5 separate regions of the Mus musculus genome follow, and all the other regions are linked to region 4. A link is a contact called in public HiChIP or PLAC-seq and promoter capture Hi-C data. All regions are on one chromosome and are shown on one strand. Each heading gives the region's core, a stretch centred on a gene start, on an enhancer-like site or on the middle of the called end of the contact. The rest is flanking DNA. Distances are from core to core; before and after follow the strand shown. Region 1 holds the start of Nrcam (neuronal cell adhesion molecule). Region 2 holds the start of Pnpla8 (patatin-like phospholipase domain containing 8). Region 3 overlaps Gm33384 (a long non-coding RNA gene). Region 4 holds the start of Lrrn3 (leucine rich repeat protein 3, neuronal). Region 5 has its middle 33 kb from the start of Dnajb9.

Region 1 (2,778 bases), core at 235-2,734, 2.8 Mb before region 4:
GGTGAAGATGGTGAGGTAGGAGAGGGACTCTTGCTCATGGCGACTCTTCTCTGTGCTTGCAGACGCACAGGGACCTCCAGCCAGCATCAGGGATGTGAAGAGGTAGCCCGGAGCAAAGGGAAAGAAATGACCTGCCTACCAGCCCGGTGGACTCAGGGAACTCGTGCTGCACCTGCTATCCAGAGAACACTTCTCAGAGAATGACTCCCTAGCTCTGCCTACTGTGAAATCCGGTCCCTGTTCTGTGCCGTGGCAGATGTGAACCGAGAGTAGCCGGATCCACACACCCCGGGAACCAGAGAGCCGCAGCGCCCACCCGCGCTGCCTGGAGGGCCCGGGGCGGTGCCGGGCACAGATGGCGCTCGCAGCTAGATGATGCTCTAACGCGGGCAGTCACTCCAGGCTCACCACAGTACTCCCGGGCGAAGCTGTAGTCAGATCCCACCCTGAGAGCCTGCTCAGGGCAGAGGCTCTTCCCAGTCTGTCCCAAACCCGGTACACCAGCCCTGAGAAGCCCCTGTCCACAGAGGCTGTGTGTGGTGGGGGAACTGTCACGGCCCTCACCTGGAAGCCAACAAAGCAAGTGTCCCCAGCGCACCATCCCTGGTGTCTATCCTGTTCCCCTCTGATTCCCTGAGTCCTCGCCAGGGCTGAGAAAGCCGAGGTGGGCAGTCAGCATCGCCGATTCCCCTCCCCCGCCCCCCGCCCGCTCACGGCGATTCGCCCAGGTGTGAGCACATCTGAACAAAGCCCACGCCCAGATGTGTCCGTGGGGACACGAACGCGCGCACGCTGCAGCGCGACCAGCGGGACTCAGTCGCGCTTCGCCGCCGGGCGACCCTGTCTTGTGACACTGCATCCACTGCGTCCCAGCCCAGAAAGCTGTGTAATGCCGGTCTGTCCACAGGCAGACCTCTAGTCAGGGCTTCCAGAGAGGCTGAAGTTAACCCGGGACCCAAGGAGCTGGTGGGCTCTCGCCCGTGGTACCCGAGCTGCGGGGGTCGAAGCCGCGTCCTCCCAGGGCGTGCGTCTCCTTTTTCCAACCAGCGCCCCGACTATGTCAAGGGCTTGCAAGAGAAAACGAAGTCGCCGACCTCTTTCTCCCAAGCTGCAAGTGCTGCCAGACTCCCACAAGAGCTCGGGTTGAGCCGGGGCGCCAGTGTCTGAGTGACAACGCGGCAGCCTCGGGCTCCTTGTTCTGCTCCAGCCGCGTCCACCCACCAGGACAGAATGTCACTAATGCAACCGCCAGACACACCCAGGGCTACTCACGTTTTCGTGCCGCGCCCACCTCCCTGCCGGGGCGCTACTGCCTAAGACCCCGGAGCCCAGCTGTCGTGCGTGTTTCCGAAGCTTCCGAAGCTGTCGCCTCCAGCTGCCCCAGTCTCCGTTTCTGCACGGTCCCTCGCGCCCGCGCGTCTCAGGCTCGGACTCCGGCGCGCGTCCGCCAGCGACCCAGGCGAAGCGCGCGTCCTCGCCGCTCCCGCCCTCCGCTCCCGGCGATACCCAGCGTCGCGCTCAGGCCCCTCCCGACTCTCTTAGCGTCCCCGCGTCCCCCTCCCCCGCACTCACCGGGCGTCGCCCGCCCCCTCCCCTCCGGCCTAACCCCCTCCCACCCACCCACAGCTTAGGCTGCAGCGAATGGGCTCCGGCCTTGAGCGCCTTGAGGACTGGGTGGCCTCTCACCTGAGAGGTCGCGCTACTCCGGACCTCTGCCACCACGCACCGGGTGAGGTGGTGGCTGTAGGGCCAGGAACTCAGGACTTGAGTGTTCAGGGGAATGGGTGACTGGGATGTGTCTACAGAAGATGTTCCAGAAAACCAGTGTTTTAAATGCCACTCTCCTTGGTTTAGATTTCCGTGTGAGTGTGATGGATGGATCCGGATCACACATTCCCTCCCGCCCTCCTCTCACCTCCAATCCTTCCGCCTCTCTTCTATTCCTCTAAAGTATTTCGTGCTTTTGCAAACTCTACTTGGCATGGGTTGGGTACTGGTTTATAGTTTTACAACTGTCATTTTCAAATACACTTGAGGAAGGGTCCCTTTAGCGTGTAAGCGGATGCTACTTTCAGTAGGGATTGGGTTTCTGGAGTAGTTGACATAAGCTTTTCAGATTGCAGAGTATTATACAAGTTTTGTGTTTGTTTGTTTGTTTGTTTTTTCAATGCAAAAGTGTGTAGAATTTTTTAAAAGAATATGTAGAATTTGAGTAAACCCACTGCATACTACACAATTCAGATTCTTCAGGACCCTCACCCCTTCCAGCATGATGGTGTCCAAGGCACATAGCCTCTTACCTGGGCCTACTTCCTTCTGCAGGCCCGGGTACAGTCAGCCTGGTATTACCCAGCTGGACCATTTACTTTTGGAAGCTCTCTTCAGCCTCTACCTTCAGCCTCCAGAATAGGTGTTAGATTGGCACTCATGAATAAAAACAGATCTGGCCCGGGCCATGCTTCAGAGTCTTGATAGCTCCTCTGCCCTGCTGTGACTTTACTTTGAACTTAAGCTTCAACCCACATTCACTCATGTGCACAGTGTCTCTTCTTTCTCCTACTGCCCAAACATACAGGATCCCCTTCATAAAAGAAAGTACTTCAAAGCTTCAAAGAGTACTACGATTCACACTTGATCCCGAAACCCATAGTCTTAACCACTGTGCCATGCTGTGTCAAGGACAGAGCACAGAATGTCTCTTCCCGTGAGGAGCACCTCCGTAGAGAGCCATGGAGCCCTCCAGTGGTACCTGGGGTGAACAGGCTTTAGACGTTCCTC
Region 2 (2,811 bases), core at 87-2,586, 2.8 Mb before region 4:
GCGATTGGGAGTGAGTTGGAACTGGAGGTGAAACAAGAGTCTAGCTCTGACCTTTGCACAAACGTTATGTGCCCCAAATAAAGTAACAAATCCCATCTTTACTGGCTGAAAAAAACAACTTCAAGTACAGACTGTTCTTGTATCAATTCTGCATGGGAAAGTATGGATGTATTAATATAGACTAGTGCAGCTGACCTTTTCACTAATCTGACATCATTATGAAGAGGGCCACTGTTACCAAGATTTTAAAATTAGATGGAGAAATACAAAACAAGATAGAGAATAGAACAATTAGCAAAAACTATGAAGCGAGGTCTTTATATTGGAGATTCATCTAATATGCATACCGAATTTCACAAAATAGCTATATGGAATTTGGTACAACTGACTGCTTCACTAAAACATAAGCTTTTCAATTCACTCTTATGTACTTTTATAATAATCCTCACTTTTTAAAAACATTCTTCCCATTTCCTTGTGGTAATGAACCGCCTTGAGAACCTGAAATATATTTTTGACAATCAGGAATTCGGTCCATAATACAACTTGGAAATGAAAATGGTAATTTTAAATGCATTCTAGGATAGCCGCTTATGTCACATCTATCTCCTAAGATATTCCTTGAAGGTCACTTTTCTTTAAAGTTATTGCTGTAATGGGCGTGAAAACTGGTCGTACCACCCCCCGCCCCGCCCCCAGCATCATGACAGAAATGACAGTGACAAGAGGCTCTGCAACCTGCTGACTCATACAGTTTTTTTCATCTTTTAAAAGGGACGCGCATCTGGTTCTGCTTAAGCAACAGCGCACTGGGATAGGACGGGAAGAAAAAGCAAATCGCTGAGAAGTAAAAATATCCAGCCACCAAAACACAAAGCACACGCTGCCCAGTCAAGGTCGAGGTAGATCAGAGAAAACGTCGCGTCTCCAGTGATCTGCCAGAGAACAGCCCATTCAGGACCCGGCGTGCCACTGCAGAGAGGGGCTGGGCGGGACCACCGGCGGGGGCGGGGCGCAACCAACCAAAACACCCGGCGGCCACGCCCGCGGCATCGGGGCGTCGGGGCCAAGCGCCCGCCAGGACCCCGAGGCCTGCGTATCGGGCCTCCGAAACGCCCGCGGGAGAGCCCGGCGAAGCGCCCACGCCACGGAGGCCACCTGCCACCCCGCCGCCTTCCGGCCACTCACCGGGACGCAGGCAGTAGTCACGGGCGCCGCGGCCGCCACTCGCCTCCCGCCAGCTCTGAGGTCCGCATCGGCCCGCCCGGCCTGCTCGCAGCTGCGGCGCCCGGACCCCAAACACTGGCGTGACCAGCACCACCCACCGCTACGCCCCGCCCCCAGCGGAAGTGACGCAAGCTCTAGGGCCTGTTTTTCTGCCTTCTGCCCTCCTAAGCCTACGTAATAGGGCGTGGCTGTGGAGAGAGGGAGGGGCGGGGAGTTTGTTGGAGCTGAGTGCTTGGGAGAGGCACCGCTTCGGAAGGGGCAAGTGCTACTTTTATGATCTGTTGTGACGGTTAGGCGGAGATCAATGGCTTTTAATCTCAGCGCTGTCTCAGAGTAGAGTGCCTGGTTGCTTGCTTGCGGGTTACCAATAGTTCAGAAATAAGTTCAGCTGGGCTGAGCGTGCCAGAAGACTCTGCGCGCGCTGTGTTGCCTAGGTTCCAGGGAACCGCTTTAACCGCAGCCTGGATGTGAGCAGCCTGGCTGGACCCTGTGATCCTGCTGTGGTGATACCTCCTCTTTGTTTCTAGAACAGCTACGGGGTCTGTCAACTTAAAAGCTCTTTGTCATATACCATCTTGTGGGAGTTAGCGTGTACTACCCCTTTGATGGTCTTGTAATCAACACGTTGAAATTTTTGTATACCAGGGAGGCAAACTACAACCCGCCACAGGTCTAGTGCTATCTAGTTAACTAGACCATCAGATTAGGACCTCAGTGTTCACCTTCAAGAGTAGCAGAGGGCCAGCCCTTAAAATGAAAATGATTGTAAAGCCCTTTAGGAAGGGCATTACATGTGCTGCCAGATTCACTGACAGTTTTTAATTAAGGGGCTTTGGATTACAGAGGTTAAACATTACAAAGGTAAAAAATGTAGTAGGCCTATAAACTCGAGGCGAGAGCAGGCTACATGAGGAGACCTTGACGTTTCTTTCCCCTAAAAATTAAAGAAAAAAAAGAAAAAAGAGTAAATGAGCATACTAGGCATTTGGTTAACACATGATATTGGGTTGTGTCTACCATACTGTCTGGTAAACCCTAGCAGTGTATTAGCTGTTAAATAGCCTCACAACAGCTCAAATATGTACTCCAAAAATTAAGAAAGGCTTGGAAATAACTTTAGCTCTTGATTTTTTTATTATTAATTTACTAATATTAAAATACCCTGACACTATTGAAATGGTAGAAGGTCAGAACTATTACCATAGTGAGCTGTCAGCTCCAGGTTCTGACACAACAAAGAGTAGAGTTTAGAACAGTAGGCAAAGGGGGTGGTCATTGGATGGAAGATTACTAAGAAATGACATCACGTCAAAGGTAACAGACATTCTTGCTGAAAAGAAGCAGATTCTTGGTGAGAGAAGATGAGAATGACCAGATACCAAGAGTGGGGATTAATTTCATATCAACTTAGACGATTCCTCCTAACACTGGACTTAGATAGGTCCAAGGCAGAGGCCAAAAGATGACAGGTACTGTGAAAAGTCATAAAAGGAACCTAACTAAATCTTGGTCAAGCAGTCAGTAACTCACCATGCCTTCTCCCTTTGTTTCTAATGTTTAATAATGTAATTCCTTAAGTTAGAT
Region 3 (2,700 bases), core at 170-2,669, 2.3 Mb before region 4:
TCATGTAAATACATGTTTAAGGTAAAAAGAGTGTTAGGTTTAAGACTGTGAAGATGAGAACACCGAGGGTAGTAAGTAAGAGGACCTGCAGGTGGGTATGACGTAGCTCTACTGGCCAGAAGAAAAGGATGTACCTCTGGTTCAATACAGGCAGTATCTACAGACTGTGGCTGGTTCCAAGGAAGGACCCTAACACTATGCACAGTTGTCCTTTCACATATTTGTGTATCTAACAGAAATAAACAGAAATGAACTGTGGGCAAGGACATATTCTTAAAGTCCTTCTTATATTATGGACAAGAGATCATTCTGTAGAGAGTAAGGTAAACATGAGTAAGAAAAATGTGGCTCCATCTTAGAAACTGTGATAAGAATTAATTTCCTGTAGGTTTTAAGACAGGAGTCCATGGCAATATATAAGCTGGTTACATACAAGTAAGAAGAAAGAAATCATGATTTAATTAATGGGTACCAAACCCAGCCAAGGTCAGTGTCTGGCACAACAAACCAAGGTCAAAATGAAAATGAACAGTGGTGACCATAACTCAAGACCATTTCCCTGAGTGAGTGTCTCCCTGATTGGGAGACAGAAGCATAGAGCATGTGAGCCCCTTTGGCTTGATTTGTGTTCAGTTTTCTGTTACAAGGTTCATGAAAGCCCCAGGTCCAGCAGCTTGGTGGTATGCAGGGCTGTGAAAGGCAGCCTATTTTGGTTGAAAGAGGTTCGCTCCAGTGACCCAGTAGAAAACGCTACAAGGAATGGAAAAGCAAGCCATGTTCCCAGAGACAGAGCCCCCAACTCCATAATTCTGTGACTATAAGTCACACAGACAATGTCCCAAGCTTCTGGCATTATGGCTAGACTCCACCCCCACAGTTACCTGATAGCCCAGCCCTCTATAAAAGGGGCTGCTTGACCCCTCCTCACTCTCTTTAAGCTCTCACCTTTCTTACTCTCTAGCCCTTCTCTTTCCCTCCCTTCCCTCTCTCTCCACACGGCCATGGCCAGCCTTTCTTCCTCTTTCTATCTTCTCTCTTTCTCCCTGCCTTTCTATAGTAAAGCTCTAAAACCACAGACTGTCTCTGCTCATCAAGACCCACAGTGATTGAACAATGGGATAGGCTTTTCCCTAACAAGGCATGTCTAACCTCCCACTGGAAGGCCTTCCTGGGCTCCAGCCATGGACCGCACCAAGGACTCTCGACTGTGTGGGAACCACTCACTGCCCCTGCTCTCCCTGCCATCTCTGCCCTTCAGCCCTGGGGATGACCCAGCTGCCCCTCATTTGTTCTCAGCTCTTCTGTGGCAGCGTCCAGTGGTGGCTGGGATGCCCAAGACTGAGAACCTGTTGCCTAGGACTGCCCCTTGTTCACCCCCGGCTGAGAAGGGGCCCAGTGCCTTCCCACAGCCAGACACCCACCAGGAGCTGCATGGAAAGCCTGCGGCTGTCCTCCCAGATCCGCCCACCCAGAGCACCTGAACTCTGGTGGGATGAAGGGTTTTTTCCCACTCTTTCTTTCCCCCACACCCACTGCCAAACAGTGGTATTTCCTGTTTTGGACTCCTTCCACTCTGGGGAGTCTTTACTTTTCTTAATAGTTTCCTCATTCTTTTGTCTGCATCTTTTTTCCTCACTATTGTGAGCCAACAAACTGCATTGACTTGGGGCAGCTTTGGTGACTGTTGACGTTCCTGTTCCTGTACTTTAGCCCCCAGAGTTAAGCTCCCCCGAGCCAGGAGAGACTCTTGCTCTCAAAGATCTAAATCAGTGGGAGGAGGGAAATAAGGAAACACATCTTTCTCAGCAATCTCTTGACAGTTATAATCACAAGGCTCCTCAGCAAGGTTATATAAACAGTTTTGGGGGAAGAGAAGCTTCCACTGAGCTGCTGGCAAGTTATGCAGGGAGCTACAAGGGATGTAGCCTTCATGAGTCATCGCCCATGCTGGAGTGGGCATTTCAGGGCTGCAGCTGCTTTTGACTCATCTGTTCTCATTATAAATAACCTTCATCTATACACTTGTAACTAACCACAATAAATGCTGGTTCACCAAGTTAGACTTGAATAGAATCATTTCTTCCATCTGTTGTTGGTACCCTATCTGAGGTAAAGCTACATCTGTTTCTTTCCCTAGGAAAAGTCACACAGCATAGAGCTAGAGATTGGAGTCACACATGCATATGATAAAGGATGCTAAAGATTTCCAGCAAATTCTAGAAGTAGAGAGAGCCAAGAAAGAATTTTCACGTTTCAGAGAGAGCATTATCCTGTAAATACTCGATCTTGGACGTCTAGACTCTAGAACTGTGAAACAATATATATTTATTTTAAGTCACATAATTTGTGATTTACTGTTTCAATTGCTCTGGGAAACTAACACACCTAAATACTGGTATTAACAAATTTATTATGCATTTTATAATGAGCTTTTATTATGTGGCAAAGGCTAATAAGTACTGTAAGCCATTTGCATGCATTATCTCAATTTTCAAAGCAACACTATGTGATACGTATCTTTTCATAGACATGCACATATGTGTACATATGTATGTATCTACATAAATATTTATGCTTTTGTATGAGAACAGTTAAAAGACTGGCTAAAGTTATAGTCTGCTTCGGAATACTTCTGAGTTTGTATGTACACTGCAGTAAGTACTAAAATGTAAAATGAAGTCACTGCCCTCTATAAACTAT
Region 4 (2,819 bases), core at 194-2,693:
CAACAAATTGATCAATACAACGAATAACTAAAGCATTGGTAGATTTTGTTTGTTTGCTTTTGTAAAGAAAACTGTAACATGAAAGCGTTTGGTGGTCAAAAGACAATGTTAGTGAGGCTAAGCTTCCAGGCATACGGTCATGGCGCAGAACACCGGTTTAAGTCACTTCAACGACACCTTAAGAAACAATTAGTGCTAATGCTTTTGCTTTTTGTTGTTATTCCCCCCTCCCCCAGTAAATCTAATAAATGCCATTTCCTTTTCCTCCACTAGAGGGCAGTCTATCAAAGCAAGGGGAGACTCAGATAAGGCAGCTTTGGACCTGTTGAAAATTGTTCCCATGTTCCACTCCTCTCAGGAGGTCTCTCTAGTATACTGTCTGGAAAGCATGCCCTTATATTCTTCTATTTGTCATGGTTGTTCTGGAGCTGAACACATGACCACGCTGGCATGATTTCTAGTCTAAATATTCCAAATGTTTTACATATAATTCCTATTGAAAACATTTTCCTAGTTAAGTAGCCATTCAGAGTTGATAGCCGTAAGTGCAAAAAGAGATAATTTAACTGTTCAGTCTATTGTAGAGGAAAGGATCCCTGAGTTATTACTAATAAATCATACATCTAAAACGCATACACAGGCGCACACACACACATACATGTACATCTGGATGCAGGCACAAGCAATGCCACATACAACACATGTCCGATGTGTGGCATCAGATTTGTTATACCATGTATAGATAAGTAGTTATAATTGGAAAAGTTTATTTTGTATATGCTTCTCCTTACATACCATTGTTGTGAGTATTGGAGAAGCAAATATTTGTTGTAATTTTAAGAAATGTCATTGTAAAACCTAAACAAATACGCAAACAAAAAATAAACCCACACACAAAGTACCAACAAGAAAAATGGAAAGAAGGAATGGAGGGAGGGAGGGAGGGAGGGAGAGAGAGAGAGAGAGAGAGAGGGAGAGAGAGAGGGAGAGAGAGAGAGAGTGAAAGAGAGAGAGAGGCTATTAGCTGCATGCACATAGGCTGATTTAAGTAGGATCTGTAGGGAAACAAACAAGGGGCAGGAGAGCTGCAGGCTGCAGGCTGAAATGTAAAGCCACTGCTGAACTTCACAGACAGGGAGGCAGAGTCACTATCAAGTATTTTTAATATTCAGGAAATCCTTGTTCATAAGTGTTTCCTGTCTTATCTCAGAGGAAATGAAAAACAGAAAAACAAAACAAACAAAAACCCCACCGTTTCTCCAAATGACTGATCACATTCCAAATGGGAGAACTTGTTGAAAAGCGCTGCACATTGCTCCAAAAGGAAAAGAAAAAACAGGAAAGAAAATGATTCCAAGGAAAAATATGCAAGCCTGTTTCATTTATTTGTACCCTAAGCAGCACTGTCATAGGACAGACAGGCTGCTTCAGCCAACCAGGCTGGAGCAGCTGCGAGTGCTACATCTTGGCAGTCTGAAGCGATTGGCTCCTCTCTGGGGAGTGGAGGGTGTTCAGTTATTAATGACCGCTGAGCAGGCAGCACCGTGTCAGTGTGACAACTGATCTGGTGAACGATGCACCACTAACCACCATGGAAACGAGGAGAAATAACGCCAGCTAGCAGGATCTCTCTTCACGGGATTGAGAGGCTCAGCCTGCTGCTGCCGGAGAGAGTTCCAGTCAAAAGAAGGAATCCTAGCTGCAGGCTCCTGCCTTCCTTTATATTTTAGAAAAAGAGAGAGAGAGAAAGAGAGACACCATTGCTTGCATGTGTGCATATCTATAGTATGTAATTGTGTGTACTTTATTACACATACATATGCACCTATTTATACTGGGGCAAGAAGACAGCCATGTGATTATTTCAGCCAAGGAACTGAGCAAGCAGGGGCACCGGAGGAGGGCTATCCCTGCATCTGCTAAGGCAAGGTAAGTTTAAAATATACCTATCTGTTTAAATGTTCCCTATTTCGTGTTTTTGTTGGTGCCGGAGTTTTTACACATCAGTTCTCCTTTGATGTTTTCCCCTTGTCTGAATTCTAAGGGCATTTTTCTTTGCATTTCACTTTTGAGTGAACATGCAAACCCCGCCGGCTCTGTGTGTGCCTAGCTGCGTTCGTGGGATTCTCAAGCAGGCATTTTACTAGCTTGAATGCCCATCAGAGGATGTGAGTGGGAGAGAAAAGCAGTGCCGGGGGAGGAGAGAGAGAGGAGGGAGAGAGAAGAGACGGGGACTGAGGCAGAGAAAAGAGAACAGAAGGACCAAGAGAGAAGCAGGGAGAGAGAGGGGAAGGAGACAGAGAGGCTGGCAGAGGAGGCAGCGGGAGAGAGGGGAGAAGGAGAGAGAAACAGAGGGAGATGGAAAAATCAGGGTCCTTTGCCCCCACAGCTCTTGTAACGAAAAGCAGATCACTCATATTTCTCTGTTCTGAAGCCAATGAGGCGTTGTCCCCCCACCCCCCAGCCCGCCCCAAGGGATGAAGATTTAAGGGGGATGCTGTAGTGTGTCAGGAGTGAAGGGCACCAGGCAGAGTAGCAGAATGAGCATATCACAAACCGGTATTGAATTTCTGCCAGGCTACATCTTCCCGATTGTGGTAAATGACTTCCCTTTAATAACATCCCATCCCCTCACTGCTCTGAGGGGACAGTGCAAGCGTCTGATTGCTAATGCAGCCCAGGAAGCTACCATGCTAGGGAAACCAGGAGATGAACCAGGAGAGCTCTAGTCACCTTTGGTAATTGAACAGCATCGCGGTAGTATGGCTTCAAAGTACATTTCCTATTTATGAAGACTGTTTGCTCTCACTGAGCCGGGT
Region 5 (2,713 bases), core at 49-2,548, 2.7 Mb before region 4:
GGTTGTTGGGAAACTTCTAAGGCTGGTCTAAGTCTCCAGTCAACAATGCCCTAGGAAATATTCCAGAAAGTAGTCGACAATTGCCATGACAATCACATGAGCTGGGATGTACACATCAGATTGGACACGTTGAGCAGTTCTTTGGGTATCAATGATACCTTAATAAAATGGGTTCAAAGAGCAAGCCGGGAAACAAAGCAGCCAATTCTGGAGACTGAATCTTTCTTCCTGAAAAGTAAGATCCAGAGAGTCTAGAGCTCTGTCATAGCCTGTGTTTATAATCCTTCTTACCTATAGGTTGCAAAGAGAATAAATTCAGAGCATGGAAGTGGGCTCCTAAATGTTGCATAGATTGCTTTCTCCATTTGTCTAAACAACAACAACAACAACAACAACAACAACAACAACAACCCAGGACTATAATAATAATTAGAAAGACAAAGATACTACCAGCTTATCAATTGCATCACAAGTGTGGTCTCTAACCGCTCTGTGTCATATGCCCAGTTTTTAGTCCAGTAAGAATGAAGGAAACTGTGGAATGGCTTAAGTAAAATGCCCTGAGTTCTTCTCTTGTTGCTGTTGCTTAATTTTATCTTCCTTGGAGTTTCCCTTCGGTACAGTGGCACATAGAAGCCATCTCCCATTTTGTGGCTTTCTCAGTGGTAGAAATTCGCGTAATTTTGTCATATTCATGAAATTATTCAGTTACTCATAAACTCTCCAGACACAGTCCACACTTAAGTAATGAAAGAGAGCCAAAAGGAATTCCTTTGCTGACTGATACTGACTGACTGAGGTAGCTTAGAGCCAAGTTGAAAGCCAAGTTCCCCTACCTCCCATTAATCATCAGTTCTAAGTGATCAGCTGTAATGCTGTCCTTACCACTTTGCAGACATTAGCCCTGACACTTCAGTGAGGTGCATATTGTCATCTCTGGTTTTACCAATTTTTAGAAATTAAAAAACAAAAAGCTAAAAGGTTATTTGCTTAAGACTTTTTCCTGTCCATGTCATATATAGAGGGGAACACGACTGCATTGCCTTTTTTTCTTTCTTTCTATCTAGTCTCCTTCCCCCAATTATGCAGAACTTAAATAACATTTTTGAAACAATATTAGTATCTCTCTTGCTCATGTTTTTGAAGAATTTAGAGATTAAAAAAAATCTAGCACTGTAATTAAAATGTGAAAGCAAAAGCTATTTGTAGCAGAAAAACATCCCATTAATGTGATTTCCTTGTGGCGGATTGACAAGTTCAAAGCAGCAATGCAGGTTGCCATGGGCACCAGATTCTATTTGCTCTGCTGGTTCATTTTACTTAGCTACTAAAGGAGGAGGGTAGCATCCAGCCAGGATGCGCAGAACATTGTTAGAATAGATTTGTAATTTCTGTGGAATACCTTCTCTTTATATATCTATCTAGATCATAGCTGCAAACAGTGTATATGGTTGTTTTAGGGGCAGAGGTTTTGGAATTTCTTAGAAATGTGGACGGCAGAGGGGTGCATGGTAGACTGGGTTTTCTCCCTTCTCAAATAGCTCATCCATCACAGGCTGTAAATGAATATTTGTTCAAAAGATAGTGGAATGGATGAATGGGTAACTCATTATAACGTGCCTGCTGCCTGCGTTAGATTCAAGTTTGTGAAGAGAGGCTCTAGGGTAGAAATTGCAACAAAGAAGTAGCAGGGAATGTCAGGAAGGAGAAGCAAACACACACACACACACACACACACACACACACACACACACACACACACACACACTGGATGCAATCTGTACTTTTGCAGAGCCTGAGATCAGGAGAGAAAGCAAGGGGAGAGCGTGAGGAGAATGATGCATTCCAGAGACCACCACAGACTACATAAGAAACAATCAAGTCACGAAACCTCCCTGACAGTGTCCTGCGCCCACCCTCATCTAACTCTGGCTCCTCATTAGCTGTCTCGTGCCTCAAGGAGGAAGCGCCTCAAGGAGGAAGCGAGACATGGTGGGGGCAACTTCCTGTCACTGGAGGGTCAGGAGTGCTTCCCTGGCCCTGAATCAAAGGCTGGAGTTTTGTTTCATTTGTTTTAAGTTCCCAGGCTGGGCAAGGCAACTTTCCCTTTGAATTATGCTCCTTTCTTCCCTGACAAATGACGCCTCCTGCCAATGCCTTCCCATCAGGAAAGGCTCCTGCTCCTTGGTGCACAACAACCGCAGTTCACAATTTAAAATGATGGTTCCAGGATTACAATAGAAATGGCAATGTTTCACACACTCACAACCCTGCCCACAATCCCTACTTTCAATTCTAAGCAAATTCTGGTAGTGTCTTTTGTATTTGCCCCGTGCTTAAGTAAGCAAAAAGGAAGGATATAGCAAATGTCTTCCAAATCTATGTTTATCATGAACACAAATTATAGCTTCAGTTGTTTTTTGTTATATGTAAATCAACTGACAGATGTATGTATTGGCAGCAAATCTTGTGAGGGACATGGCCCTGTCTGCTGCTAAATATACATCTCTAGCTCTCCTGGGAAGGAATATAATTATGAACTGTTATATAGAATATAATGAATTGCTGTTAATATTTCCTGACTTCTCATTCTGTGCCCCCTAGTAGTTGCCTACCGCAGTCTTTATCAGAGTTCCTGGAGGACTGAGGATGGTTTACCTCTATTTTGGTTTATCACTATGAGCTTCAGAGTATTTTGAGCACTGCCTCCATT

Evidence for each region. Promoter capture Hi-C pulls out the DNA fragments that hold promoters and counts their contacts. HiChIP or PLAC-seq counts read pairs in DNA pulled down with a chosen protein or histone mark.
Region 1: a contact with region 4 is called in an H3K27ac HiChIP or PLAC-seq map of large pre-B cells, with 7 times the contacts expected there. The contact joins the promoter of Nrcam here to the promoter of Lrrn3 in region 4. A contact is called at or near these places in 2 of 115 datasets of contacts at active chromatin or transcription factors (astrocytes and large pre-B cells).
Region 2: a contact with region 4 is called in a promoter capture Hi-C map of pre-B cells, with 7 times the contacts expected there. The contact joins the promoter of Pnpla8 here to the promoter of Lrrn3 in region 4. A contact is called at or near these places in 2 of 39 promoter capture datasets (hippocampal neurons and pre-B cells) and 4 of 115 datasets of contacts at active chromatin or transcription factors (astrocytes, embryonic forebrain, large pre-B cells and 1 more).
Region 3: a promoter capture Hi-C map of hippocampal neurons shows a contact between it and region 4, with 4 times the contacts expected there. The contact joins the enhancer-like site here to the promoter of Lrrn3 in region 4. A contact is called at or near these places in 6 of 39 promoter capture datasets (the C10 cell line, cranial neural crest, frontonasal cranial neural crest and 3 more), 2 of 15 datasets of contacts at CTCF or cohesin (large pre-B cells and pro-B cells), 9 of 484 Hi-C or Micro-C datasets (the N1E-115 cell line, cerebellar granule neurons, cerebellum and 4 more) and 8 of 115 datasets of contacts at active chromatin or transcription factors (SST interneurons, astrocytes, embryonic forebrain and 5 more).
Region 5: a promoter capture Hi-C map of hippocampal neurons shows a contact between it and region 4, with 32 times the contacts expected there. The contact joins the enhancer-like site here to the promoter of Lrrn3 in region 4. A contact is called at or near these places in 10 of 39 promoter capture datasets (the C10 cell line, the HPC-7 cell line, cranial neural crest and 7 more), 2 of 15 datasets of contacts at CTCF or cohesin (large pre-B cells and pro-B cells), 20 of 484 Hi-C or Micro-C datasets (the 63-12 cell line, B cells, the N1E-115 cell line and 13 more) and 8 of 115 datasets of contacts at active chromatin or transcription factors (SST interneurons, astrocytes, embryonic forebrain and 5 more).

The regions. Positions count from the first base shown.
Region 1 is chr12:44,327,591-44,330,368 of GRCm38.p6, reverse strand. It overlaps Nrcam (neuronal cell adhesion molecule), which reads right to left and starts at 1,484. Exons shown (of 31, transcript NM_176930.4): 1 at 1,273-1,484.
Region 2 is chr12:44,267,679-44,270,489 of GRCm38.p6, reverse strand. It overlaps Pnpla8 (patatin-like phospholipase domain containing 8), which reads right to left and starts at 1,336. Exons shown (of 10, transcript NM_026164.2): 1 at 1,189-1,336.
Region 3 is chr12:43,826,665-43,829,364 of GRCm38.p6, reverse strand. The region is part of intron 1 of Gm33384 (a long non-coding RNA gene); the gene reads left to right. Among named protein-coding and RNA genes, the nearest start is that of Gm33384, 23 kb to the left of the region's middle. Within about 2 kb of position 1,419, at least 50 of the 459 cell types and tissues checked have an H3K27ac peak or open chromatin away from gene starts, as enhancers often do. A contact at or near this core is called in SST interneurons, astrocytes, cortical neurons and 3 more, where this site is marked.
Region 4 is chr12:41,484,681-41,487,499 of GRCm38.p6, reverse strand. Lrrn3 (leucine rich repeat protein 3, neuronal) reads left to right here and starts at 1,443. Exons shown (of 2, transcript NM_010733.3): 1 at 1,443-1,929. The region is part of intron 4 of Immp2l (IMP2 inner mitochondrial membrane peptidase-like (S. cerevisiae)); the gene reads right to left.
Region 5 is chr12:44,175,771-44,178,483 of GRCm38.p6, reverse strand. No RefSeq gene overlaps it. Among named protein-coding and RNA genes, the nearest start is that of Dnajb9, 33 kb to the left of the region's middle. Within about 2 kb of position 1,298, at least 22 of the 459 cell types and tissues checked have an H3K27ac peak or open chromatin away from gene starts, as enhancers often do. A contact at or near this core is called in the HPC-7 cell line, cortical neurons, forebrain and 3 more, where this site is marked.